Linked DNA regions of Mus musculus: all the other regions are linked to region 4. A link is a contact called in public Hi-C and HiChIP or PLAC-seq data. All regions are on one chromosome and are shown on one strand. Each heading gives the region's core, a stretch centred on a gene start, on an enhancer-like site or on the middle of the called end of the contact. The rest is flanking DNA. Distances are from core to core; before and after follow the strand shown. Region 1 overlaps Npas3 (neuronal PAS domain protein 3). Region 2 overlaps Npas3 (neuronal PAS domain protein 3). Region 3 overlaps Npas3 (neuronal PAS domain protein 3). Region 4 holds the start of Npas3 (neuronal PAS domain protein 3). Region 5 overlaps Akap6 (A kinase (PRKA) anchor protein 6).

Evidence for each region. A called contact is a pair of places that touch in the nucleus more often than the background predicts. HiChIP or PLAC-seq counts read pairs in DNA pulled down with a chosen protein or histone mark.
Region 1: a contact with region 4 is called in a Hi-C map of cortical neurons, with 2.1 times the contacts expected there. The contact joins the enhancer-like site here to the promoter of Npas3 in region 4. A contact is called at or near these places in 4 of 484 Hi-C or Micro-C datasets (cerebral cortex, cortical neurons, embryonic fibroblasts and 1 more), 3 of 115 datasets of contacts at active chromatin or transcription factors (embryonic hindbrain, neural progenitor cells and neural tube) and 3 of 9 other capture datasets (adipose tissue, liver and pancreatic islet).
Region 2: a Hi-C map of embryonic fibroblasts shows a contact between it and region 4, with 1.9 times the contacts expected there. The contact joins the enhancer-like site here to the promoter of Npas3 in region 4. A contact is called at or near these places in 3 of 39 promoter capture datasets (the 3T3-L1 cell line, the SN4741 cell line and hippocampal neurons), 6 of 484 Hi-C or Micro-C datasets (the HL-1 cell line, cerebral cortex, embryonic fibroblasts and 2 more), 2 of 115 datasets of contacts at active chromatin or transcription factors (embryonic forebrain and embryonic hindbrain) and 1 of 9 other capture datasets (adipose tissue).
Region 3: a contact with region 4 is called in an H3K27ac HiChIP or PLAC-seq map of stem cell-derived neural progenitor cells, with 4 times the contacts expected there. The contact joins the enhancer-like site here to the promoter of Npas3 in region 4. A contact is called at or near these places in 3 of 39 promoter capture datasets (the 3T3-L1 cell line, HPC-7-derived erythroid cells and hippocampal neurons), 8 of 115 datasets of contacts at active chromatin or transcription factors (astrocytes, embryonic forebrain, embryonic hindbrain and 4 more) and 1 of 9 other capture datasets (liver).
Region 5: an H3K4me3 HiChIP or PLAC-seq map of neural progenitor cells shows a contact between it and region 4, with 23 read pairs. The contact joins the enhancer-like site here to the promoter of Npas3 in region 4. A contact is called at or near these places in 6 of 39 promoter capture datasets (the C10 cell line, cranial neural crest, embryonic stem cells and 3 more), 18 of 484 Hi-C or Micro-C datasets (the CH12 cell line, cerebral cortex, cortical neurons and 10 more), 19 of 115 datasets of contacts at active chromatin or transcription factors (astrocytes, cardiomyocytes, differentiating embryonic stem cells and 11 more) and 2 of 9 other capture datasets (adipose tissue and embryonic stem cells).

The regions. Positions count from the first base shown.
Region 1 is chr12:53,404,027-53,409,564 of GRCm38.p6, forward strand. The region is part of intron 2 of Npas3 (neuronal PAS domain protein 3); the gene reads left to right. Among named protein-coding and RNA genes, the nearest start is that of 1700030L22Rik, 90 kb to the left of the region's middle. Within about 2 kb of position 2,090, at least 23 of the 459 cell types and tissues checked have an H3K27ac peak or open chromatin away from gene starts, as enhancers often do. A contact at or near this core is called in cortical neurons, neural progenitor cells and stem cell-derived neural stem cells, where this site is marked.
Region 2 is chr12:53,420,899-53,426,515 of GRCm38.p6, forward strand. All of the region lies in intron 2 of Npas3 (neuronal PAS domain protein 3), which reads left to right. Among named protein-coding and RNA genes, the nearest start is that of 1700030L22Rik, 110 kb to the left of the region's middle. Within about 2 kb of position 1,358, at least 21 of the 459 cell types and tissues checked have an H3K27ac peak or open chromatin away from gene starts, as enhancers often do. A contact at or near this core is called in the SN4741 cell line, embryonic fibroblasts and muscle stem cells, where this site is marked.
Region 3 is chr12:53,444,763-53,449,991 of GRCm38.p6, forward strand. The region is part of intron 2 of Npas3 (neuronal PAS domain protein 3); the gene reads left to right. Among named protein-coding and RNA genes, the nearest start is that of 1700030L22Rik, 130 kb to the left of the region's middle. Within about 2 kb of position 3,554, at least 38 of the 459 cell types and tissues checked have an H3K27ac peak or open chromatin away from gene starts, as enhancers often do. A contact at or near this core is called in astrocytes, embryonic limb bud, neural progenitor cells and 1 more, where this site is marked.
Region 4 is chr12:53,246,753-53,252,687 of GRCm38.p6, forward strand. It overlaps Npas3 (neuronal PAS domain protein 3), which reads left to right and starts at 1,680. Exons shown (of 12, transcript NM_001370962.1): 1 at 1,680-1,995. The coding sequence starts at 1,838.
Region 5 is chr12:53,021,338-53,026,757 of GRCm38.p6, forward strand. It overlaps Akap6 (A kinase (PRKA) anchor protein 6), which reads left to right. Exons shown (of 14, transcript NM_198111.2): 9 at 4,384-4,504. Among named protein-coding and RNA genes, the nearest start is that of Npas3, 220 kb to the right of the region's middle. Within about 2 kb of position 2,099, at least 12 of the 459 cell types and tissues checked have an H3K27ac peak or open chromatin away from gene starts, as enhancers often do. A contact at or near this core is called in neural progenitor cells and neural stem cells, where this site is marked.

The DNA of each region.
Region 1 (5,538 bases), core at 840-3,339, 160 kb after region 4:
ATATCCAATAGGCTGGGGAGAGGTTGACATGAGAAGGTGCCGGAGCAGGAGATCATGACCCCTACCAACCAATGAGGGTTCTTTTCTGAGGGCGACATGCTAGAAGGAGCATTAAAAACTAGTGCTTATGGTGGCGCCACTGGCAGCAAGTGATTCCTATCAGTCAGTCTTCTTACTGTTAGGAGCATTAGGAAACAGGTTAAAGCTGGAAAGGGGATTAGGGAAAGGTAAAGGCTTTCCCTGAACCAAGGCTGTTCACTTTGGAAGCTATAGGCGGTTTGGATATTAGAAAGAGACAGTGAAACCATTAGAAACTTGGCTTTCTAGGTTGGGGGAGAGGACTTTGCCCAGGGGTAGCTATATTAAATACAGGCTACTCTCCCCAGATGTTTGTTGGTAGAGAAAGATCATGTGTATGGTTTGGTCAGCTTTTGCCCAGTGCATTTGAAGATGGATTGGTTTAAACACTGAGCAGGTGAGTACATAGGGCAGTTGTCCTACGACATCTGAGGTCAGGATGGACCAGAGCTTTTCTGTAAGATAAGGCAATGGGCATATGAAGAACTTCGGTGTTCTATAAGACATTAGAAGAACCCTGGTAAAGAAATCATGTTAAAAAAAACCAAATGCACACCACTTAAAGTCCATTCACTTGTGCTGCCTGAGCATAAAATAATAACTTAGATTTTGTTTGGCCATTTTTTCTGCAAGATAGTCTTTACTCTGTCTTTGTCTTATTACAGCATTGCAAATGATAATATGCTGTGTTCCATACTGAGTGGCTTTCATTAAGGTCTTATGCAGTGATCTAAATATATCTGGTGAGTTGTCCTAAGTCACTGTGTGAGAAACATCTCTTCATCTCCTTGATTTAAGGGTTGGAATATGATAGGTCCTCTCTGTAAAACTTGTCTTTGTTTTCTGAGACTCCAAGATCCAGTTCCTGTCCTTCCCTACCTGTTCTGGCTTAAATCTGAAGTGATCCCTTAATACACATGTGTTGATGGCTCCATTGTCAGCTGATGGTTCAGTTGAGAGGTGAATGTGTTATGAAGGTCCTGAACCTATCAGTTGGACCACTGATAAGTTCATAGATCACAGGCTTTTAAGAGGGTAGACCTAACTAAAGGAATTGGCAGTGTACCTTTGAAGGTCTATATGATGTGCCCCACCTTTCCCCTGATTTCCTCTTGCTTTGGCTCACAGTAAGGTGAACAGATTTTCTCTTCTAAATGCCACCCACTGTCCTGCTCAGCTGACAGCAAGCCCATAGCAATGGGCCATGGGTCCCGTAAACCTCTCCTGCACTCAGTTGTTGTCTGTTACTTCTCCACAGCAGGGACAGTGGCTGTGCCCCCCTCCCCCCAGAGTCTTTGTAGCACATAATTGGAGACATCGAGTAGTCATTCCCATGGGTAAAAAGTGAGCTATAAAACTGGTTGTGAGCTAGTTTTCATGGAAATTTGGAAGCAATTGTAGAAACCACTGCTGGGCTCAGTAAGAGCAGCTTCCTAGCTGGCAAACTTGAGCATTTTGCTGTGCTTTCCCCATAAGTTACCTGCTAATTGAGAAGTTAAATGAGGCACACACACATCCTGTACTCCACGAAGCTACTCTTTATTTATTTGGTATCAGGATCTTATACTTGTTACGAATCATGTATGCATAGTGATTTCCATAATTTCCCAAGAACTTTAAGATGAGCATGTGTTGTGGTGCAAATTGGAATAAAACTGAAGTAACTTCTAAAATGTATTATGTATACACACATATATGTATCATATGTTATGTCTTCAAAAGGCTGCTTTTGATTTTTTTTTCTTTTAACTAAATGACTGAGATCAGCCTTCTAGCTGCCAGGCAATGATAGCGGCTTTAACAAGCCCCAAACCGTCAGTAGCATAATGTATCACTTTCTTGTTTTCAGGAGTTTCCCACATGCCTGTTGCTAGCAGACAGGAAGTGACTGCTTCTCCCAGTCATTCATGGACACAAAGAGGTTCTGCCAGACTTTCAAAACCATCCCAGGATTGTTTCCCATCCAGCCAGCTAGAATAAAGAAGGGACAAGTTCCCGAGGGAGCTTAGAGTTGGCTCTGCCTAGAGCAGCACATAGTCCCTTCTGTCCTTGTTCTGTGGACTACAGGGTAGTGGCTTGGACACATTCTCTTGCCAAGGAAGCTAGAGTGTGTTGTCCCACTAGGCTCCCATGAACGGAATAGAGTAACACTGTAGAATGTTTTTATATCCCAAGTATTAATAAATACTGACTTAGAAAGTTTGAGTTAAGTCATGGCTTTGAAATATAAATCTACACTTATGATTATAGTCTTTGTTTATAATTAAACATCCCTCTTCATGTCAGCATTATTTCTGCATTGCACCAAAAAGGCTAGGAGAGTTTGAACAGTCAAAGAGGATCACAGTGGAAATGTATGTGAGAGCTGCAACCATGCGTTACCTAGAACACACTCAAATCCATGGACTCACACACTCAAATCCAACTGAAGTGGGCACTGCTTATTTCCAATAATTACATACTGCCAGGGCAGAGAAATTCCACAATGGTGTACTTTAGCTGTGAAGGTAGGGGCTATGCTATGTGAGTCAAAGAATTCAAAGTTGAAAGTATTTCTCTGTGGAACTCTTTTATGATTTCAGTGTATATTTTGCAAAAATAAAAATAAAAAAGAAATGAAAAGCTTGCTGAAGATTTGCTCATTTGTCAGGTATGACTTTGGAAATCCAGCTGTTGAAGGCCATAAACACCTGAGAATTAATAAATTCTATTGAAATTGTAACCTCATTTGATGAAAAATTGTGTCTTTTACTTCATGAGGTTATAATTAATATGTCCATTGGCCTTTTTAAGTACCTGAAAATAACTCCTGTCATAATGAAACATGTCACCAACAGTGACAGGGAAAAGCAGACTGGCGCGTGCCAGCAAGCTCTGCCTTGACATTTCTCTGGTCTTGTTTCACTTTTTCCTTCATTTTCATATCAACTGAGGCAGAAATAGTCCCAACAAAGTCTCCTGACAGTGCTACAGTTTAGGTGGATTGGGATGTAGCAAATGCTGTTCCCAGCGGGAACTCCAAGGTCATCTTAGTGAGGCTGGTGCTGGTGTCAGTACCAAGGTGAATCTCAGATCTGTGGAAATGGATTTCTGGTCTACTCACTCACCCACTTTCTCATAAAGAATTATGTTTAGTGACTCCTATCGAATGCTTTTTCCCCCTTCTGTTTCCCCCAATTTCAAATATGCACTTCTATATATTAGCATTACATAATATTGTAGTACCATAAGCCTACATATATGTTATTGTTAAATAAGTTCAGGTGTGGTAAGTGTTGAAGGTAGAGAGGTATACTTAAAGGGGTAAGGGGGTTTTCAAATAGCTGTTCAATGTCCCCTGACTTCATATCATTATCTCTAACCACGTGACAGCACCCATTTTTCTCTAGGAAGCAAGTGGCTATGACTCCTTCATGTGTTAACTTACAGATGACGTTAATCTCCCTGCTGTGTTGTTGTTTTTCTCATCTTCAAAACACCCCATACCACTATGCTTCTTCTGCATAGTCTACCTTATACTGCAAACAGCAAGCAAGTTGACTCTCGAAATTAAAGAAAGAAGAAAAAAAAAACCTTTGGTTATACATATGCTTGTTATTTCGCTAAGATCAACAAAACGCTTAGAAGCACAAACAAATTCATTAATTATCTTTTGCATCCAGGGCAAAACATAGCAGGCAAGTTGAAAAATGAATTGTTTATTTTTGGAGGGGCTGGGAATAAAGAACAATGGAACTTCCAAATAAAAGTAGTTGGACCTTTTTGCTGTGGGTTTGAAAATAAGTCCAGAAGGCTGAGCTTAATATAACATGTGGCAGGTGGCCTGCGCTTGCCTGGAGAATTCCTTTAGGGCAAGACTGCTCAGCAAACACATAAATCCTTTTTTCTCTGTTATCTGTAGCACATTTAGTTGCCATGGGGATTTTATTTATGCAGCAGATCCTGTGCAGTTCAGTTTGTGCCTAAAGTTTAACCGTACAGCTGTTACTATAAATGCTACATGGCAATGTTTTCCAAACACAGACCCTAGAACAAAAAGAACATTTTTTTTCTCCCTAGCATCGATTTTGCTTTTTATGTCCTGAAACATCTTAGTAAAGTTATTGCTTTGTGCAAGGAAAACTTCACAAATTTTTAGGCAAGCAGTGGCATCATTTAACGTTCTTTAAATTATTCAATTGAAAATAAGTCATATAAGAAAATGTAGTAAATGTTTTTCAGGGGGATGGCAGGACAGCGCTTCACAAGTTAAATGGCTAATTCGTTATTTCTGACCCGGAGAAGATATAATTCTCCCCACCCCCTTTCTTTCTTTTAAAGGAATTTACATCAGAGAGCCAGGCTGAAATGCGGGCCCCTCCCCAGCATCCTACTCCCATGCTCTTTTGATATTTTTTTCCTTCTATTTTTAGTGGAAGAGGAAAGAAAACAAGATAGAAAAATGGTGATTGCTTTTGCAACAATCAAGGGACATCTAAGTTTCTCCAGCTCAGGGCTGGGTCCTGATTTGGAATGAATTGCTTTTGTTTAGTCTTGATTTGTACTATACCAGATAAATCACCAATATGTCTCCTTTGTGTGAAGCAGTATGGATCGGTCAGTGGAAAGGGGACCTGATGTCTTCAGATGGGGTGCATGAAATTACCTCGCACCCTCTGTGTCACAGTGTACCAGGAGAATGATGAGAGAGAGACTTGCAATCCAGTAAAGTTGCTGCCTTAGAAGGAAAAAAAAAAAAAAGCTTTCAGAATCAAGATACATTGTTCTGTGTGCATCTCCCTCCCACATGACTTTCCTGGCTGGTGATGTTGACTGTTCCCGAGAACTCTAACAGACACCCTCTGTAAGGTAGTTCTCTAGTCAGAGGGTCAACACAGAAAACTTGAAAGGATAAGCTAATCGAAGGCCCTCCTTCTGTGTGAAGCCCTGCTTTCTTTGCAGCAACCAAGCCATTTAACATTGAAACTGTATTACCATCCTAGCATCCTAATGGAATTCCATGAGAATTTGTACCGATTGGGTATTTCTGATTTCTCTACCAAATGGCCATATAGTTCTGATAATGAACGTGGATGCGATTACCAGAATGAATCAGCGATTTTTAATTGTCTGTTAACCGTTACTTTTTACCAATTGGATGCTCTTATTAGTAGAGGAACCGCAGCTCATATGAGAAATGACTGGATACCCTTGATCGTCACAGCAGTTAAGGAAAGGCGCATTCATCCTCCCAACCTGAGTAACTGATGGTGCGGTCCCAACCGTTAGTTTCTACAAAGAAGCTGTGTTGTTCTAGAGGAAGGAGTCAAAGATCTTAATGACTCACATGGCATTGCTACTCAAAATGTGGATGTGACCAGTAGCAGTGACTGCACTTGAGAGCTTGTGAAAGGTTGTGTAATCTCAGTTCTCCTCTTTCTCAAGACATGGGGGATAAGAGTCTGCATTTTAACAGGCTCC
Region 2 (5,617 bases), core at 108-2,607, 170 kb after region 4:
TGGTGAGAGAAACTGTCACGTGACCAGGAGCAGTGGATGCTGTGGACAGAGAAACTCCCAGGACTGTATGTGCTGAGACAGGAAGCCAGGCCAAGAAGCTGAGGTGAGAGCAGTTAGTTAAGAGGAGTTTGAGCCTCAGGACAGGAGAACGGTCATGGAGGAAAATACAGTTTGTGATAAATTTCTAGTGCCTCTGAGGACTGAAAGTGACAAAACATTTCACGATTTTGATTAGTACAGTTTCACTAAAGCATCAGTATCAAAAGCCAGATGACAGTGGCTTCAGGAGCAATTGGAGACAGGGAAACAAGTCACATTTGTTATGCTGCAAACATTTTACCAAGAACGTCATGTAGGAACCTTGGTTTTAAGCATTTGTCCAAATTACATGAAGCTGACTTGAAGTTCCTCCTTTATCATGTTTCTTAGCAGATCAGATACGCAAATATGCTAATGCAGTGCTCATATAGGTCGGAATGCTGTTTCCTCAATAGGTAAATAAGGTATGCACGGCTTATGAAGCAGAGCTTCGGTTCTTCTATTCCTATTCTGTGTAGTAGAAGAGATTCCTACACCAGTGTTACTGACATCATGATGAAACAATTCATAGCAACACAGAAGTAAACAAAAATGTATAATGAAATGTACCATCATATATTTATTATTATATATGTATTATGAGTAGAATTAGGACTAGGAATCTGTGGTGGGGAAGATATGCATTTTACATATATATAGCCTCACATAGAAAAGGGCAGAAAACTAGGAGAAATGAAAGCAAACATGACAGATATGAAAAGCTTAGGTCCTATATAATAAGTGAACCATGATAAAGTGCTTGCTTTAGGGGAGATTAGCAGCCTTTCCTTCGTAGTTGTGCATCTCTGAGTCTTTGAGGACCTGTTGGAGTTTGGCAATGTTCTGATTACAGTTGCTAGTGTTCTAAAAAGGCATTTGCTCAATCCAGCCTTCAAGTTTGGCAGTTCGCCTATGATAACTGATCTGGTAAATGTCTAAGCACCAGTCTGTGACTAATAATAAAAGAATTAATGTTGAAGAGTCATTTAGCAACATGCGTGTGATAGTAAATAGTGTAGAACAATACCGTGCCTGTTGTAAAGCACACATATCCATATGTTAAGAGTCCATGGCTTTGTAGAAAGGTGACAAGGGTTGAACATTTTAATTAGACAATGCAAATGACATGAGAAGAGAAACAGGAGTAAGAATGAGGTTTCCACCCTGCATGACTAGCCCTCGGAGGTTTCTGTGCGAGTGGAGACTGAGTAGGATGTACGTGGCAAGGGGGAAGCCATAGAGACTCCACACCTTAAAACCCAAGGCAACCGAGGGGCATTCCTGAGCCAGGGTTGTGAAATTGTGGGACAAGCAGCATATTACTAAGCAATGGCAACAGAGGTGAGTAAGAGAGGTGCTAGAGTAGCGAATGAAAGTTAGAAGACTTTGCTTAGGACCACCTAACAGTGCAGCTGACTTCTGGGTGAAAACTGGGAAGAGTCCCTTCTGGAAATCCATGGGTTCGGTTGAGTTACAGTTTTGTGTTCATAAAACACAAATTATGCTTGGACCATTACAAATGCATTTGGCCTCGGGCATCAAATCTTTCAGCAGTTTTGGCTGCTGGTTTTTCCTTCTGGTCGAGGATGGACACTTGAACTTCTTTCTCCCTCTCTTGCTCTGATGAGATTCTAGTCATGTTTTAGTTTGTATCACGGCAAAGAGGTTTTAAACGACCTCTTTATGAATGCGGCCGCTCTGCTTCCCTCTCATTTGCCTTGATCTCAGCATGACTTTTGACACTGTCAACCGCACTATCATTTCAGAGCGCTGGAGGGAATTTCCATTCTTAAACACTCAATTTTACATCAAAATAACACTTGAAAAGCACAGCTTTACGGGCAAATATATTGTCTAAATGTTTTTGTTTTTGTTTTTTTTTAAGAATGCTGAAATTTTTATTTAGTTAAAATAATAGCACACAGGGGCCTGATTATTTTAATTTTGGTTTGAAGATGGTGTCTACTTTAGCCAGTTCCAAGGAATTGGTTTTTGGTATTGTTTTGATATTTTTTTCTTTTTGTCCCTTTTGTCCTTTACTGGGGTCCAGGTCCAGGACCTCATCAATCCAGGCAGACATTTCCCTACTGAGCCCCATTCTCTGCCCCTCAGGATCTGTGCTGAAGATGCTTTTAAGTGGGAATAGGTAATGTCAGGTGTAAGGAGTCAGCAGACAAGCAGGCAGTGGAACTTAGCCTGTTTCTGTGAAGCAACCAGTCCTTCCCTACCCAACACCCCATTGGTACTGTACTTATCTGTTAGATCTCAGTAAGGATAGTGCCATGTCTGAGTGATTAGAACTTCTTACTGGTGAATGTGCTGAAAGAATACTTTATAAATGATGATCAAAGAGAAGTTATCATGTGTAAATACAAGCTTTGAGCTTAGAGCACCCCAGCCTTCAACTGCAAATGTGACCACACATACCCAACAGGGGTGTCCAACCTGCAGTGTCCGAAGACAGCTGTGAATGCTAGCCAACATTTTTGTCTACAGCAGCATCGTGTTTCACTGTCAAAAGGCTGGATGCCCCTGATGGAGCTTTTGGTCCTGGATTATTGGCTATCAGATTGATGGCAGCTTTTGTCCTTTGATGGTCCTTCCTTTGCGCATTAAGTCACATTTTATTAAGATTTATAAATGTCACTTGAAAACTGTCATGACACTTGCCCCTCCTGCATCCCTGCTTGAAGTGACAGTTTAGACATTTCTTTTAGTCATGTCTTTGCTAGACAGGTATTCTATACACATAACTATTTGGCCTGGCAGTCTTTCCCAACCACTTCAAGCCCTGACATTCCAGAGATTGGCAAAAGTGAGGCAAGCTTATTCCCAGCCTGATCACTGTTGGTCTCAGAAACGGATGGTGATGGCAGTGGGTGAGTCACACATTCTGAGTGAGTTTCTTAATGAAATACTGAAATGTGTTTCTTCTTGGCTCTTGCGATTTTTGCAACCTATCACATCAGATGTCAGTTACAGAGCTACATTTAAGAAATAGCAAGTTTTTTTTAAATCATACACATATTCATTGCTAAATTTTACTAAAAATATTTTATTGATGTTGTTATTATAGATGTCCAGCATCTTAAATAGATATCAGCTGAAAGATCTGAGCTGCTTTTGGAGTTTCTGATTTTAAAAAGTAAATATGATATAGGCTATTGATTCAAACATAGTAGTCTAAATTTGTTGAATGAGGAAAACCCTCACCTGAGAAATGTTTCATTAGACTCTTCGATTTCTAAAGAAGGAAAAAGAAAAGACCAAAAGAAACCTAATAAAATGTTAGCATTAGAGTAGGTTAGGGTTAAGTAATTTTGAAATAAATGAGTACAACCTACTGTAGCCACTGCTGCTGCATTGGTAGAAAGCACTAGGAGACTTTCAGTGGGAAGTGGGCCACTCTTCCAGTGAAATGGGCCTGATGTGATTGGAAATATTCTGAAGGTTTCCCAGTGGACACAATATGTCTCACAAAGAAAGGCAGTGTAAAAGCAGACGTTCTGTAAGTAGCCTAAGTACTTTGGCCATTCATTTGCAATAAAAATAAAGCCATAACCATGTTGATCTGCCTGTATATTTGTTAATACCATGCTGATAGAGGTTATCAATAGGGTTCCAAACAGCTTCCCATGTATGACTAATACACAATAATACAGTGGTAATTCAGTTTTATTTAATCCCATCAGCCACTTTAATGATACATGTCAGGGTCTCTACTTCACAAGCAAGGAAACTGAGACCTAGCAGTGGTGGCTGAGCCTCTGTCATGTTATAACCAGTCAATTATAGACCTGAGATTGGAGATTGGTATCTAAGTCAGCCTTACTTAAATCAGAGCTATGCAGTTTGCTTTTGCCAACTTTCTCAGGCTTTTTTTTTTTTTCTCTTGCTACTGGACATGCAGGGGCATGTTAGCTCAGCCTCTGTCTTAGCAACCACTGCTCCTGCAAACACAAAAGCCCTGGCCTTGGCATTTGAGATAGTATATGTTGTGTACCTGTTATAGTATTGGCAAGAACAATGTAGAAACATTAGTTTGTCTGCTCCATTAAAGGAGTCAGTTTTTATACCCAGTTTCTAAGATTTTGCTATAATTTGCTCCCAAAAAACCAGACTTAATTCTAATGACCCGACACACACACACACACACACACACACACACACACACACACACACACATACACACACATACACGCACACACACACACACACACACACACACATACACACACACACACACGCACACACACACACACACACATACACACACACACACACACACACGCACACACACACACACACACATGCACACACCTTATTTTTCTTCAGCAGCATTGACTGGGGAACAAGCTTCTTGGCTTGTTCTGTTCTCTTTAAAAGTTAGAAAATTATTTGAGTTCAGTGTGATCATGTATAAATTATGCACTCATAGGAAGAGCCATTTGCTACAAGAACCCAAGAGAAAATTCAAGTGTATGGATGTTAAAGGAGCACTTTGCACTTTATATATAAAACACAGGCAGAAATAGAAAACATAATTGAATTAGCATGAAGATATTAAGCAGTGAAATGAATGTTTTTATTGACTAAGGGTGAATGGTTGGACTATTAGGGGGGAAATCTCAATCAAGCCATCTCAGATATTGAAAGTTCTAGTATGGCTGATGTAGCCTCCGGTAACATTTGAGGAGTTTGAAGCAAATAGAATCATTTATTTGGCAGCTTATCACTGAAAAGGTTTTGCTAGAGTCTCCATCAACCAAGATTACTATTTTTTTAAGCAAAAAAAAATTAATGAATGAGTATCTGTTGGATTTTAAAAGAACAACTGATTGGTGCTATTTTAAATGAAGTACAAATTTCAGCTCAACATATGTATGGATAAGTAAAAATGGCTTCATTTGTATATCAACCAATTTTGGCTATTGAACCTTTACTAGTGTCAAGATTAGTGAGAAATTATAACATTAATTAAAAAAACCTCTTTCATGTTATATATAATAACTCCCCCAGGACCTAAAAGGTAACCATATTTAATAGTAAAGTTAAATCTGCATACCAGTGATGACTTAATAGATCTGCCTTTGGACAACATGAAAATGGCAGTTTGCAGCTACATCTGACCTAACTTTGACCACAATTTGCAGCATGGCTCCCAGTTCCATCGTAGCCTTTATGAATCAACACAACTACAGTGATTTTTGTGTTCTAAATGCAAGAAACTATTGATGAATCATTTCTCCAGGGAGGCTTCCCTAGTGCTCCATCACTAGCCAAAATATCTGAGCCTCACTCAGTTGGAAGACTTTGTGTGTATAACCTAACTTGAAAATTTATAGTTCAGCCAAAAAATTAAATGAGAGACTTTTGGGCTATAAGTTTATATGTTTCTTAGATCCTAACTTTACCGCCATTAGACAGTGTTCTCTAGAATAGTCTGTCTTGGTACTAGACAAAAGATGAAGCAGAAGAAAGAATTGCATGTTCTACCAAAAGGGGCTTTGTCATTAAAAAAAAAAAAAAGGTTTGGCTA
Region 3 (5,229 bases), core at 2,304-4,803, 200 kb after region 4:
ACTCTGAGTGCTGTGGAAGACACAGGCAGTGGCAGGGCATTAGGCACACAAGACACGGGGAGCAGGAAGGGTGACTAGGAGATGCCCTACATCCTGAGACCCAAAGACAAAGGAAGCAGGTTACCTAGCTGGTTGCTACTGCCACCAAGGGAGCAGTGAGAGAGACTTACTTCTGAAGAGATAGTCCACGGCACCCCGGGGCTTCCTGCGAGCTGACTCCAAGTGACTCTGCGTGCCTAGATGCCCAGTTTCTCCAGCTCTTGAAAATAACCTTTGGTCTCAATTGCTTTGGATGAGTTGTTAGTGCTGTCTGAGACCTGTTTGTTTATAGTCTTAGAAAAGCAAGCTTGATTACAGAGATGTTCAGACAGGCAGCAGCTAGCATCTAGACTGATCATCCCAATGCCTTTATATCTGCCTTTATATATGATGGTATTTTTCTCATTTTATTTTACCTACCTTGACTTCACTTCTTCCCCCTTTAAAATTTCCACCAAGGTGCCATAATTTGTTCATATGAATATCTTGACGGGCTTTTCACACTGGTGAGGCCTTTCTGCTTATAGAATTCTAGGCCATTATTAAATGTAGGATCAACAATGAGTGCATAATCTTAACTTTATTAAAACTCTCAATAAAGAAAACTAAGTACAATTCATTGAAAGGTATATTGGCTTCCTCAAGCACATTATGCCTATATTGAGTTTCTAGTTATTTTGTCATTTCCCTATCCCTTTGATGGCTACAACTTCTTCTTCTCTCCAACCAAACTGCAACACCTGCTTTATATATATATATATATATATATATATATATATATATATTTTTTTTTTTTTTTTTAAGTTAACCTGGAAGGAGTGTCTGCAGTGAACATGTTTTGGAAGGCTGACTGACAGGTCATCAGTTGGTCCCCATGGTGGCAGATGCCATTAAATCTGTACCTGCATCAGAGGTATTAGGTTTCAGGAGTTTTCTCTGGTACCCACCCCTCAGACATCCTCAGATGCTGGTTTTATTTTTATAAATTGCAGGTAGAACTGAGTATCCTGTAGCCTTTGGACAAGATTGCATCAGCCAGAGAGCCATGTATTAAACTAAAAGAACTGGCTGTCATGTGCTGGCACCCATTGGAAATCATGAAAAGTAAGGACGGATGTTTGAAGTCATTACTGTGGACATAAAAAGAGGAAGTCCCATCAGCACTTCTTAGGATCCTGGGAGCTGGACTCCCCGGCCACCCTTGTTTAGAAAAGGAGCTTGCAGTATTGCCTTGGCACAAATCCTCCACGCTCCACATTCATTATTTAGTCTTCTTTGACTTTTTTACAGACAAGCTATCTGGCCTATTGTGACGCTTCACACAGCCAATTACCTCAAGGTGTTTAGTTCATTTATTATTTAAAGCATAAATCTTGTACAGGTTGTCCACTGACGACCCTCTGAGTAGCTGTAACAAATGCCTTTCATCCTGGCGGCCTCAGTGCTCACAGACCTATCTGCTGAGCTTGGCAGGCGAGGCGAGGTGCCAGAGCATGGGAGATACCAGAGGTGATTGCACCTTACTCTCTGTTTAAAGGCGCGTGTGGAAAATGTGCACACCACTGCAAAACCCACGATGAAACCTAAAGGGACAGACGCTTTCTTTTAAAATGTACTCTATCTCTCCATAGAGACCTTGTTAGGCATGTTAGCTATCGTAACGGGCTGGGTCTGAAGCAGAGTGGTTTGTTTGTTTGTTTGTTTGTTTGGTAATAGTTCACAGTTAACTATTATGCTGAAGCATCCCTTCCTCTATTCAGGAGCCCATTTTCCTTCCCCAGCTCACATCAGAGCAGGGATACCCAGGGTCAGTAGGAATGACTTTACAAGGAGCATCTTCAGGAATGTGCCCTCCATGGCTGCGCTTACATGCTGTTAGTCTCTTTCCTACCCTCAACGTGCAGGTATTTAACTCCGGACTGGTACTAACTTCAGAGCTAATACTGAGCTGTTCCGCATCGATGCTTTCAGCAGGTGACTTGGACTGACAGTGTAAAGAAAAAAAAAATGTGGGAGAAAATTACCATTGTACTTTAGAATTTCTCTGATTGTATTGACTGATTGTGCTGTCATAAGAGCACTGGGAACCGGCAGGGGCTGTGGCCACTGAAGAGACACAGAATCCTTTTCAGAAAGAGCTTGTCTGATGGTTTTTGCATGGCCAAATATTTCAAAATGATAATAATGTTTAACGTGAGGTTTTAATTTGAGACTTGTGAAAAATCCCTGCCTTCTACAATTTGTCTTTTTGAAGCGTCTGCTTGTGGGAGGTTTTTTGTTGTTGTTGTTGTTTGGTTTTTGGTTTTGGTTTTGGCTTTGGTTTTGGTCTTTTAATGTTCCTCCTATCCCACAGGAAAGCATCGAACCATTCTCTTCAGATTCTGTCAGGAAAAAAAAAAGTGAAAATGTTTAAGTTTGCAAGAAAGTTTTATAAACATTTAAATTTTGTCAAGGAGTTTTATTTGCTGGACAGTGACACAGAGAACTTATTGAGAGACTCAAGATAACTAAAACTCTTTTCTTTATGTAACTGTCTCATATTCTTGATTAAAGCGTTTTCCAAAGAAGAAAATTTTTACCAGTCACAGATATTATTCTGAAATCTTCTAAACTGGAATTGAATGTATATAAATTTATACACTTTAAAATATCAAAATTATTATTAAAAACAATTACAGATATATTTCTAGTAGTTTGGTGGTAGAAAATAGTGCTTACTGAGAATGTGTCATGTGTCAGGTGCTGTGCTAAGTACTCGAAGGGATTGAATTCACTCCTCTAGTCAGATGGTGAGGGACCCCAGGTGCGGTGAAGTTGAATAACTTGGCTTTGGCTGCGTGCCCAGAGCTCTATATGAGGTGACCCAGGCTCAGATGCACAAACGCTATGTGTTCTCTTTCACATGAAAAGCATGGGCTCTAATTTTTATGCGTGTTCACTCTGTGAGCATGGATGTATGTCGAATGTATGAATGTATGAGTATGCAAGCACAGGCTCCTGACTCAGAACTCGATGCTCCTCCAGCAGCCAATTCACTCATTCCTTCTGTACTGGCGACAGAGAATTAAGACAATAATTCCCCTTTTCATGGTTATGCCATTAAGAATTTAATAGGACTTTTGATATAGAGCCATGAGAATTCTTCAGGGAATGGTTTAAGATGTGGAGGAAAAAAATGTATTGAAGAATTCTCTAAAAGGATAAGAGTCGAATTTAGCAGAGTAGAAGTTAGGTTTGGGGCAGAAGAAAATCAATCCAGATAAATGGGTCAGCATTCATCACTTGTTCAACAAATAGGTATTGTGCTAGGTGCCAAGCGTTGGGCCTGGCCCCTGAGAGTGCTGGGTGATTGATTTGTGTTAGGTTGACTCCCTGCAGGGATTATTCACAAACAACCTTCCCATGTAAATAGGAACTTTAATTACAGAAGAGAAGGGTTAAAGTCTTTCTGGTTGGACTGTGGTGTGGAGTTTTGTTTCCCTGCAAAACGGAGCAGGCTCTGAAGCAGTGTAACAAACCAGCAGGAAGCTGCATTCCACGGGATTTCTATGGGGACCACAGAGACTCTGTTCCAATGCTTAGGGCAGTGGTTTGAAGTTTAAAGTAGCTTCAGGCTAAAGTGGGAGCTGGATAGCCCCACTCAACTAAACTGTAAAACTGAAACCATGCACAATGTAAATAAAACTGGGTCCATAGCTTCCTGCTCATCTGGAGGCCTTATCAAGGCCTTGCTTACAGTTTCTTTTTGTTAAAAGAGAGAAAATAGTGGGAAATTGGGAGTATTGTGCCACACTGAAAATCTAAATATCTGTTTCTTTATTTGCACTATAACTTTTTTTGTCTGTTCAGTTAGAGGCAAATTGGGGAAAGCAGACCCTTCAACCTCCCTCCACCCCCCCCCCCAAAGAATCAACTCACAGGAAAAACAATACTTTCTGTATCAGACTTAGGCTCAGCCTGTCGAGGAGAAAGGAAGTCATGTTCTGAGATGAGTTTGTTTAGTACTTAGCTTCTGTCTGCCCTCTGTGAAGTACTTAGTATCTCTTGTATGCCTGATCAACAATGGATGCTATCTGTTAGTGGGAGAATCTCCCTGTCTTCTGGTTCCCCTGACACATTCGATGGTTAAGTTTACTAGGTGCCACCTTACTAGGTCTCTGGTCCTTCAGTTGCTGCAGCTGCTGAGGTGGTCATTGACATAAGGGTTGGCTTCCCTGGTCGGTAACCTGTGAGTCTTGTTGGATAACAGGCTTCTCAGTTATCACCATTGAAGTTCTTTGTTTGTTTGTTTGTTTGTTTGTTTTCGAGACAGGGTTTCTCTGTATAGCCCTGGCTGTCCTGGAACTCACTTTGTAGACCAGGCTGGCCTCGAACTCAGAAATCTGCCTGCCTCTGCCTCCCAAGTGCTGGCATTAAAGGTGTGCACCACCACTGCCTGGCACCATTGAAGTTCTTAATGGTATTGAATTTGGGCCCCATCTTTTTATTTGTGCCAGGATCTGCAAGTCCTATGGAGTCATATGGCATATTGTCTTCCGGTATGGGCTTCTTTCCCACAGGACATCACGCCACAGACTTCAGCCTTTAGCCAGTCCCAATGTCACCTTGCCTCATCTCTGAAACCTGTTAGAGTCCCTAGACACGCATTAATCAGCACAGCTCCCCTTTGTGTGTGCTTCTGTGGTAGCCTGAGTTCTGCCCTGTCCTGAACTCTTGGTGGATGTTTCTGTTTCCCTCAGTGCATAGTGGGTTCTTAGAGGGAGATTAGGAAACATCTAAGCATTCTGTATTCCTTTCTATTCCGTTTTGTGACCAGTCCCTGCCACTACTCTGTAAATGCTTGTTAAACTGAAGTGAATTAAATAATCTGCCCTTTTAACTGAAAGTACAGAAATTTACATTTAATGTAAAGTCTCTTTGATAGACACATCGCCTTCATTGCGGCTCTCTTCTAATGTAGAATTATGGCGCTGGCCCCTGTGGAACAGCAAGAGAGAGAAGGATTGGTATACATTTGATTCTGCCTCACTTATAAATTTGGGGGGGGGGGTGGGAAATACCAATGAAGTCATTTGACTAATTTTAAGACGTTTAAAGAATATGGAAATTGAGCTTAGGAGCGAAAGGTTAGCTGAGGGCGAGGCAAAAGCTTTTCATTTCACTGTGTGTATCTCTAAAGGAGATTGAAAG
Region 4 (5,935 bases), core at 430-2,929:
GGGCCTGGCGAGGACTCGCCTTTGTCCAGCTCCTCTAGTTTCCAGAATCATCAGGGTGGGAGGGATAGCATGGGGCTGCTGCAGGGCGGGCATCTGGCTCTTAGATCCTGTGCGGAGTTGTCCTGCTTGGGAGCCTCTGTCACTCTACACCTCGGCAACTTCAGGCCAGTGGGTCCTGTCTCACTGGATCATGGTGGCCCACTGTTTCCCAGGCTCAAAGGGTTAAGCAGGAGCCTGACCGGGAGAAGCGCGATTGGCCCTGGGTCACGGCGGCGTGGAGGTCACAGTTAACTTGGGCTTGTTTGGAGGGTACAGCGACTGCCCTAGCCCTTCAGCTGCAGTGCCCAGGCCCTGAGTGCCAGATGGGAAGAGGGTACCAGAATGGGAAACCACCACTCCCCACCACCACCCAGCCGCAGCAGTAGCAGCAGCAGTTGCAGGAGTAGCAGCAGCAGCAGCAGCAGCCGCTAAGCTGGGCAGGGGCTTTGAGTGTGGGACATTAGCAGAGCTCTGTGTCCCTCAAGGGCTGCATCCGCCTGCTTCTCGCATCTCTGCTCCTGCTCACCAGCCAGAAGACAGGGGGAAAAGTGGGCAACCCGGGTCCTGGGGAGGGATGGAGGGAAACAATCAACTCCCACTCCCCCAACCCTAGCTCAGTGAAACCCAGTGCAAGTCTCACTAAAAAGGCGCATCCAAACTGTAAGGATCTCTCTTCACCCCCTAATGAAAGGCAGGCGTCACAATGTGAAGTAACAGGAAGGCGCGAGGAAATAAATGCACGTGTTTTCTCTTTTTGTTTCCTTGGTGTTTGGAATTCGCAGAGTTCTTTTCAATTGTGGCTACTAATTTATTCGTTTCCTCGGTCAAAGGGGGGCGTTAAGAGATGGATCATAGCGCAAACTAAGATCTAGCTGAGACCCCACCTCACAAGTTTCCCAAGACCAACTCTTCCGCTCACCAGGAGCGGGAAGAGCCCTTTCTTTTAAGCGACCCAAACTCTCCATTGTACAAAAGCGCCAACCCCCCGCCCCGCACTCCGTCGCCTTTGCAAACCACCTCTCCTAGATAACTATCAAGTTCTCCAGGAACCCAACTTGCGCTTGGTCACATTCGCTCTGCTTAATGTGGAGAATAGTGTCAAAGAGGGGTCCAGGCTGAAACGGGAGGCTCTGACGCCCCATTCCTACACCCGCGGGCTGGGATCCTGGTTTCTGGCAGCCTCGGAAGGCTGAAGCCAGCCCGGATGGTGGTTATTTCTCCAGAGAAAGGAGGAGAAAGAGCGCACCACAATCTTGCACTTTGGGTCGGAAGTGCGCGGTGTGTGTGTGTGTGTGTGTGTGTGTGTGTGTGTGTGTGTGTGTAGAAGAGGGAGGGAAAACGCACCCTCCACTGCTCGTTATTCCCTTGCACCGGCCAAGCGCTCGCCAAGCCTCCCGGTGCATCCTTCCTCCTTCACCCCCTCCTCCTCTCAGCTGGGCTCGCGCGGCGCTGCTGGAGCAGCCAGTGAAAGCAACATCCTGGAAAGAGGGGGGAGCAACAGTGCCCCCCAAAAGGGAGAAAAGGCCCCACCCTGACACGTTTTGCTGTTTGCAAGTCCCTCGCACACCCCCCGCACCTCCTCCTCGCCACCCCCCCCCACCTCAGCCCGCTGCGCGCACATCAAAGCGCCTCTCCGCCGCGCACAGTGGCCGCGGCTCACTAATGGGATTGCAGGCTGGTGCCTGGCTCCGCTGCTGCCGCCGCTCGCGCCGCTGCTGCCGCCGCCGCCCGAACCCGAGCCCGAGCCCCCGCCAGCCCGAGCCCAGAGCAGCCGCGCCTGGGGCTCCAAGCCGCGGCGATGATCCGAATCTTTCCGGATTTCAGCGTGCAGGTGACGGCCGCGGCGGCCGGCGGGGCAGCCGCTGGGGTACCGGCCGGTGCGGGCATGGGGAGGGCCGGCGCCGCGGCCAACGGCACCCCGCAGAACGTCCAGGGCATCACCTCCTACCAGCAGCGGTGAGTAGTCCCGTCCGAGCTGGGATAGTGCCCCCGTCTCGGGTACTGGGGTGGGACTCACTTTGCTCTTGTTTTGTGCCTTACAACACACATGCACCTCGTCAGGGCTTACTTTGCCTGCCCCTGTGCTATAGAAGGAGGGGGGGGGGGATACACAATCCGAATTGAAAAGCACTCTAGTGCACTGGCGAAGTGAAGTCATCCTTTGCCCTCTGCCAGGCCCCGAACGTTGAGCCTCAGCCCCGAGTAGCCAGAGAGTTCCAGTCAAGTCTGAGACGCTGCAGGAGATGCTTTTGCAAAGTTTGGGCTTCCTGCCCCCTTTCAGCAAAATGTTCTCAATGCCTCCGCGGGTGCGAATCCGCGCTGACGGACAGCCAGGGGAGCAATTGATCATCGGAGGCTGATTGATCATTTGTTTCCAAATAGGACAGAGACGATTTTCATGTGCAGAGATAGACTTGCGTTTCTACCTAATAGTGTGAGATCCTGTCACCTGTTACTACAGGGAATACAACGTGAAATCCGAATCTCTTAGGCGCTGTTAACTATCTTAAACGCATTATGATGCAAATGGATGGGATTCCGAGATCCAAGTTAGGAAGCAAATTTTACAAAAGTTAGGCTTGGTGGTGAAAGGGAAGTTTTAATATAGAAATTGTTTTTAGTTTTCTAAAGATAGTCTCTAGATTCAAAATAATTGTCATTAAAACACTGAGCAACCTTTGATTGAGGAAGGAAATAAAGAGAAATTTACCATCAACAGCTTTCTAACCCTAAAGTTTTCCCTTTAAGGATAACTTTCGATGTTCTAAGATTTTATTGAAAATGGGATTCACAAAATCGCTATGAGAAAAACTAACAATATAATCAAAAAGGTAAACTCTCTATTCATGAGGCTCAATTTTATGGTAGATGGAAGAAAAAAAAGCACATGAGAGTGTGAAATTAAATATTTGTGTTTCCCAGATTGTACACGATTAAACATCTGAGAGATTTGCCAATGGCATTTAACTTAAAATATACATAATGCATAATTCAAATTCCCATTTTACCTCATCTTTGAAACTTCATTGATTTGAGAGCCTTTGGTTTGAAACAATAGTATTTAAACTGCAAAGGTTACAGTAATCTGTCATTGCTATGTTTTGTGCCTTCTAACCAATGGCCCAGTGACCAGATTTTGCCTAACACAGTATTTTCCAAGTTCATGTAATTGCAAATATTCTGTAGAAGACTTCATTACATGCTCTGCTTATTGTCAAAAGTTTTAAAAAGAAGTCGTGGAAATAACTCTAAAGGGGCAAATCTTTGTCAGACACATATTTTTTATTAAATTATTTTAGTCATGTTTTACTCAAGCGATTACAAGAACCTTTAACAAAAAAGATCTGGGCATCTTTCAAAAGCAGAACACCAGTAAAGAATTCAGTTTCCCCATTTCATGGTTCAGGTATGGGTTTTTTTTTTTTTTTTTTTGTCTTTTATAAAACATTTAAATGACAATAGGATCTGGCGGTCACTTTAACTAGGAAGTGTAGGCAATAGTGACAATAGTGTGGTCTCTGAGGAAGAGATTCAAGGGTCAGAAATGTCACATGGCCTTTGGACAATTCCAGGGACCTCCAGGAACTTGAGCTGACCCAAAAGATGTAAATTGGGCATAAGGAGCTGTCGTGAATCTCCCGCTTTTAGGGTTTTTCCCCCTCAGCATTGGCATTGTCCTTTAGAAGAAAAAGATGATTTGGGGGTTCAGGAGTATCCAGGGGAAGTCATCCCCCCACTTCACCCCCAAGCACCTGCCTCAACACTTCCCTTTAAAGGTTCCTGTTGGGTTTCAGGCCACTTGTTAAACCTCAACCCACTGGTCTTCTAAAGACAGGGGTGAAAAACAAAACAAAACAAAACAAAAACAAAAACCCACCAAACCCTCTAAACTTTCTCCTTTGGAGTGAATTATGGCTTCCTTTGATTTAAGTGTTCTCTCATACTGACAAGGTAAGATGATAGTAGTGAAATGCAGTTTTCTTCCCATGGTGTTACTCAGATCTCCTGACACCTGTTACTGTCTTTAATTTTAGTTAATTTGGGGGCAGAAGAGTTGGGCAAGAAGATTATTGGCAGGTGTTGGAGGTAAGGTCTAAGCCAGGAGTCTCCTTTCGTAGTTCACCAGCACTAGGAGTCACCAGGACTGGCTTCGGGGCTCTGAGGAGTAGATTTAATTTCCTCCCGGAGACCTGGACGTTTTGCTAAAAAGAATTGTGAAATAACGTTTAAGAATTTTAAAGTACTTTTGGGGATCTGATGAGGGGTGACAGGAGTGGGTTTTTAAGCAGTGGCCTGCCTGTTGAGAGAGCACAAACTTCTCTTATTTGTCACCTCAGGGCAGAACTGCCCTGGACTGTCTCCTGGAACCAGAACTTCCAACTGGTTAACTCCTCTCTTCTTTGCTAGCCCCCATTTGTCTTGTAGGCAACACTCATCATTGCTCCAATTCATTTCCCAACTCCTATCTCTCCTACCTGTAGCGCCTACTAACTACTCCAGAGAGTCTTCAATAGTGTGAAGATATTGCAGCTCTGTCACCACACTTAAGAATCCAGTAGCAGTTCAGAATCCCCTCCCTACTTAACTGGAAGGGTAGCACACAAGGAGACACTCATTGAGCACCCCCACCCCAACTTTAAAGCAGAAGGCAAAGCTTCACTCACGAATGATGTTTCCCACCAGACTCTTCCATTTGTTCAACGCGGAACAGTCTTGGGTGTCTGTCTTGCCTGCTTAATACAGAACTGGCCCTAGTCTGCAAAAGGAGCTGTCCCCATTCTGCAGAGTGGCATAGTGGATAAATGACTGCCCGGGGTTTCTCCAGGTAAAAAAAAATATCCATCTAGCTCTGCACTGAGTAGCCATTTCTCTAGGCTTCCATGGGAGGCGACTAGACTAGATTCCAGAGGCCAGCAATCCAGTCCCAGGAACCGGGACTTGGCTCTGCAAAGGCATTTGTATGTAACTGCGTCTCAGCGCCTGCGGATTGGCCTATGAACCCTGGGGTCTGCATATCTGTACGGGTGTGGAAAATGCAGATGTTCTGGCTCTGGCTCCTGGCTGAGGGCGCCAGAGTCACAAGGTGCAAGTCCTGCATCCGTGCTCAGAGGCTCAGGGCAGTTGGGCCTGCTGGCCTGGGTCAGCTCAAGACTCATCACCTCACGCTTTTATTTCCACTGTCCCTGAAGATAGTCCAGCCTACTCTCCTGGCATTATAAACCCCACTCTCTCTTTTCTGCAGGCTGGCATACTCTAGAGAAGGGAAGTGTTTGAAACTGCAACTGAGTGGCGTTGTTGCGCCAGCAGCCAAGCTTCCCAGTCCCCAAATGAGAGAGAGGGCGGGAGAGAGAGGGAGGGAAGGAGGGAAGGAGAGAAGGAGAGAGAGAGAGAGAGAGAGAGAGAGAGAGAGAGAGAGAGAGAGAGAGAGAGAGAGAGAGAGAGAGAGAGAAGAGAGCGAGCGCAGAGGCACACAGAGAGAGGGGGTGGGGGAGAAGCGAAGGAGGGGGAGGGGGAAGGGGGTGTGTATCAGCTTGCAGGAGAAGAGAGAGCTCTGGAGCAAAGCAACTGGAAAATGCCCAGAAATACTTTCCCAGTGGTCAAGCTGGGACCCCCCCGCGTGTCCTCCCTCTCTGGGTCCCTCCACTCTTAGGCCCCCGCCGCCCCCTGCAGGGAGGGTGTGCTCCCCCACCTGCCCGCCGGCCGAGCCCGGTGGCTGCGGCGAGGGGGCTTGCGGCCGCGCGCCGGCCCGAGCACCCGGAGGCCCCGGCCGGGCTGCCCGCGGGACCGCGCGGCCGCCTCCCCCGCCGCCCGCCCCTCCTCCGCCGCCGCCCGCGCCGGCCGCCTGTCTCCGCGCCGGGCATGTCTCGGGAGCCGGGGCGGCCCGGGCCGCGGGCGC
Region 5 (5,420 bases), core at 849-3,348, 220 kb before region 4:
TTAAACCCAAACAGGAATAAATACTGAAGAAGCATTTGTACATTTCTCAAGGTCTTGCCTCTTCTCTCTGTTTATGTGTTTGTGTTAGGTTCTCCAACTGTTCTAGTCACAGTTCTATTGCTGTGGAGAGACACCATGACCAAGGCAAATGAAATAAAAGAAAGCATTTAATTGGGGCTGGCTTACAGTTTCAGAGGTTCAGTCCATCATCATCATGGCAGGAAGTAGGGCAGTAGGTGTGATAAGCACGATGCTGGAAGATAATTGAGAGCTTTGTCCTGATCTGCAGGCAGAAAGAGAGAGGAAGCTTCCCTGAATTTAGCATGGGCTTCTGAAACTTCAAAGCCCACTCCCAGTGACGCACTTCCTCTAACGTAGGACGAATAATAGGTTGATATAATAACCTCGATAATTACCAATAAAATTTTGTAACAAAAGTCTCTCTAAAAGGGTATTCATGTACTTATAGGAATGTAATTACTTGTAAAAATTCCTGCCACTTAACCACACCATCAGTACCCCTTCTTCTTTAAAAAGAGAAACCTGCATGATTTTGCTAGAAAGTCAACAAAAGAAGCTAGTTGTGAATTCAGCTGATCAAACTGGTGTGTGCTTCCAGGGGATAAAGAGCTGCTAACTGGGTCTGTGGTGCCACGGGAGGAAGTGAAGTCATGAAATGAGACCTTTCCATATACCACACTGTAGCTGACAGGCTACTTAAAATGTATTACCTCTTAAAATTAATCATATCCTCTGAAAACACGTATCTTTGAAAATAATGTGAAGAAGGTTTTAATGACTTCCATGCCTACAAGGTTTCCTTTGATAGTGTTCACATAGAATTGTAGACATTTCTGAGTGTTTCCTAAGGATCAACAAAAAAAATTCAGCAATTTCTGATTTGCTACAGAGTTATCTATTTGATTTCACTAAATTTTGAAAAAAAATCTAATGTTTTCCCATAAATCTACAAATCAACACATGACCAGCATTATGAGGCATACATGCCTCCTTAAAAACCTTTCTTGTTTTCTGTATTAGGACTTTGTGATATATATTTTTTTGAAACATTGGTGCTAACTCTACACCAAAGAACCAAATTATGTTACCATAGCATTTACAAAATTATTTGTGAAATAGATTTCACAAATGCAATATCAAACCTAAATATCCTTAGCTGCAAAGAACAGTGTGTCTTGAAGATCTGCAGAGTCTCTTTGTAAGGCTTGTCCCTCATGCTCAGGTGTGGACTACCAGCTCAAAGCTGGGCCCAATAGCAATAGAGAGCTTGTTCTAAGGCCCTTGATAGGGAGACTAAGGAAGAAAGAGTTTGGCAGGCCTAGTAAAAGCCAGTGGATAACTTTCCATGATTCAAAGCCTTTTATGATCTTGCATATATTCTATATTTATTTCAAGACTATTTAGTAATAGTTGCTCATTCATATATTTTCTTTAACTTTTGTGTAGAAAAAAATGGATGAAAGGAATAAGAAGGTGTCTAATCAATTATATGCAATGGTTTAAATAAACAAATGTTTCCTTAAAATACATTGGGGGGGGGGACTTAGTAATTCCCTGCAAAGTGCAAATTAAAATTACTATGAGATTTCATTTTACCTCAATCTAAACGGCTAAGATTAAGAAAACTCCCCCTTGGCTTCTGCTTCAGTTCTTCAGGCTTCTGTCTTGAGCTCCTGTCCTGCCTTCCCTTTATGATGGACTGTAATTTGTAAGCTGAAATAAACACCCTGCACCCTGGCAAGCTGCCTTCAGTCACCGTGTTTATCACAACCCAAACCAAACTAGAACAGCTGGGAGAGGAAGAAAAGGACGAATTTTAAGATCAGCATCGAAGCTTTAAATATATGATAGCCTCCTTAATTAATTCATTCTCCTTAGGGAGGAATGACTTAGTGGATGCCCAGGTTTTCAGATCTCCTGTTCTTTTCCATCCTTTTCTCCAAAATGACAGCTGAGCCAATGAAGGTTTACACGACCTTGTGATTCTTGAATAGAGTGGCTAAACACAGGCTTTGGGTACAGGCTAGCTGGATTCTCAGGCAAGCTGCTCCCTGCAGACAGCTGTGGCTGTTTTACTTGTTGTTTTCTGTTGGCTTGATCAGACCGTAGAGGAATTCTTGCTGACTAAGCCCCATCTCTGCCCTCATGGATCCTACCAGTTTTCTAAGAAGCCTGGCATCACATGTTGGATCCCCACCTCCCTGTCCTTAGGTTCATGGTGCCTTTGTTGCCATGGAAACACCTCTGTCCAGTGTAGCCATTAAACTTTCAGAGATCTTGGAGTCTTCTCTTGGAGGAGATTAGGTAACTAGGATGTCAAAGGGAGTCTTAATCGTCTCCTTCCATCTGCACACCCCTGCTTGTTGCAGGTGCACCTCGTAAGGCAAGCTCCTTCCATAGTTCCTAGTGGGAGATGGAGCTGAGGATTCTGCGCTTTCTGCTTCCCCCTCAGCCTGCCTTAGATGCCCGCTCTCAAGGATTTGGGCCAATAGAGAAGGGGAAAAGATACATTAGAGTATCCACTCCTCCTGTCTTTCTTTGGTTCTTGTTCTCAAAGCCCACTGAAATGACAGGCTGGCCACTCACTCCTCCCTCCCCTTGCATTTAATTTTCCTCTGGATCCTACTCTGCACAGTTTGTGGGTGATATTTTACCTTTACTTGATTTTATTAGTAAAATATTGGAAGGTGTTAGGGGAAGGAAATGTTAGCCATAATTTAGACTGCATTTCTAAGTGACCATAGACTTAGTAGTTATTCTTTATTATTCACAGACTTAACTTTGAAATCCTGATGATTTATCTTTCTACAGTGGTTGATTTGTTGTTGAATGGGAATATTAATTCATATTTCACAAATATACTGGGAATACCTTGTGCGATCCAAGCATCAACAGCACTTGCTAGGAACACAGAATTGCATCCTCCTTCCTATGAGTTAGTACCTTCATTTTCCTAGAATCTTCAACTGTGTTTGTATCTCCACTGAGTCTGAAAGCATTGTCACAGACCACCATAGACCTGCTGAAGTTCCCGTGTGCCTTAGGTACCCATGTCTCTGGCATCTAGTGTACACTTACTAATAGTTCCACGATCAAGGATCTTTATAATTATGCTAAAACAATTGAAACAAAATAGACAGCTCCAGATCTAGTTTTCCCCCTCCCAGATCCACCTTAAACTTGTTTGACATATCTATTAAGATTAAGTATATAGTATGCATTTTTTCTGGAAAAGCAATCTGACACCGAGAGACAAGAACACAGCGGTAATGAAATCCCCCCATTGACTAGTCCACATTCGCAGCTGGGGTCACTACTCTATGAGCACTAGCAGGGAATCTACAATCTGTGCTCACTGAGTTTGACAAAACTGTAGCATTTCTCTTAGGGGTGGTTTGGAGGTGGGAGGACAAAGTCATAGTTTCCATCCTGCACTTTCATTTTCTGATCACAGTGTTTTAGAAGAATCTGGGCTTTACTTATTCACCAGGCTTTCAATAGAGAATCACATTAATCCTTTTAAGCTCCTTATTCTAATGATTTATTTTGTTGAAAACCATAGTGATACTCCTTTGAATTTTAATGATCGCTGGCTATTCAAAGATTCATTGTTTTGACTTCCTGTCCTTACCTTTGTTTCCTGCATGTCTGTGGGGAACACCTGTCTAATACTGGATCTGCCACTGGTTCTCGCTGGCTTACCAGAGTCACTCAAGCCTATCTCTGAGTGTTAAGTTGAAACGCTAGCTACTCATCCATGACAATAAATGTAGGATGTATGTTTGCAGAGATAGGCAGGTAGACAGGCGAGGGACGGATGAATGATTGAGTCATTTTCCGGAGAAAAGAATGTTTTTGGATTTGTTAGCATATGTTATCATTGTTGAAAATCTGGAAAATAATTTAGTAATAAACACTGAGGTGCCCCATCTAGGAAATTGAAATGAGAAAGCAGTTTTGGGTTTTGAAAGTGCTGTCTTTACCCTTAATCTGGGATTATGAAACTTTGGCAAATTGCTGGCCCTCCACTTCTCAGTCTGCGAAGGGATGGCATGCTTCCTATCAAGGACATAGTCACGGTTTCTTTGTTTGGAAAGGGGCAGTAGATGGTAATCACCATGACGTGGCTCAGGAGGGAGCATAGGAATTATATGTTGTGCTTTCCAAACCTGGGAAGTGGCTCTGTCACAGCCCTGCATTCCTGCTCTGTCCTCTGTGAAACCACACAGAGGATTTTCCTTCTCCTCTTACAGGTATTCACCCAGGAACACCCTGGGTTCTCAAGAATATATTATTCTAATATGAGATTTTTAACAACTACACTGTATTTATGCATAATACATTTTCGTGCCTTATCTTCAGGCTTCTGGACTTTGATTCAGAATATCAGGAGCTCTGGGATTGGCTGATTGACATGGAGTCCCTTGTGATGGACAGCCACGACCTGATGATGTCAGAGGAGCAGCAGCAGCATCTTTACAAGGTTAGAGCTACCCTTCCTGCTTTTACTTTGCGGTGGAAGATCTGATTAGCCTGACAAGTGTCTCTCTCAGGATAGCTTTGTGTTCATTGTATGTATCATGGTGTCTATTAGAATTCCCTCCCCTGTCCTCAAACTCATTTCCCTCCCTAGTGTGCTGACAGGCCGCACCGACATCATAATTCCAAGAAAGTTCCCTTTATCACATCCTGTTTGGTGTAATTCTAAAGAAGGACAAAGCTTTATCTTCAAGACCAATAGCAATAAACGAAACTGCATTAATAAAAAGACTGAAACAAAGCAAAGCAGAGACGGGCTGGTGACATTTAACAGGATGTGTTTCCATTGGAGCACTCAGGTAGATTTGGTCCACTCCTCAGAGCTTCTCAGAGAAGACAGAGATTTGCCTTCATTTTGACTTGTTGTTACCAAAGCACAGGGCTCATGCAATTTGAGGTATGTTAGTGATGCATACAACAGGCTCTCTCATTAAATCTGTGCATTTCAGGTTGTTTAAGAGTTCTCGCTTGGAATTCATATTGATCTCAGACAATACATCTGATAACTATCTATATTGCTTCCATGTCTGCCAGATCCCCCTTAACCTAGAGTGTTTTACCAATTCTACTTAAATAGCTTTAGAAATCCTTACAAAACAATCATGTGATTTTTACTGGGAGGAAAAATGGCTGTAAGCCTCAGAGTCCCTGAAAAGGCTGTGGGGGAAGGAAGAGGGACGTTCTACTGAAATATCAGGCTGCAGTAAATCTTCCTCATTTAAGCAATTTTTATTGGAGTAATTCTGACAGTTGTCATCCTTGAATTGCTTTGAGCATATGGCATATTTCAAAGAGCAGATTGTGAATCATAAAAAATAAAATTAATAACTAACCACAGCATCAGCAACAGTATAATGACA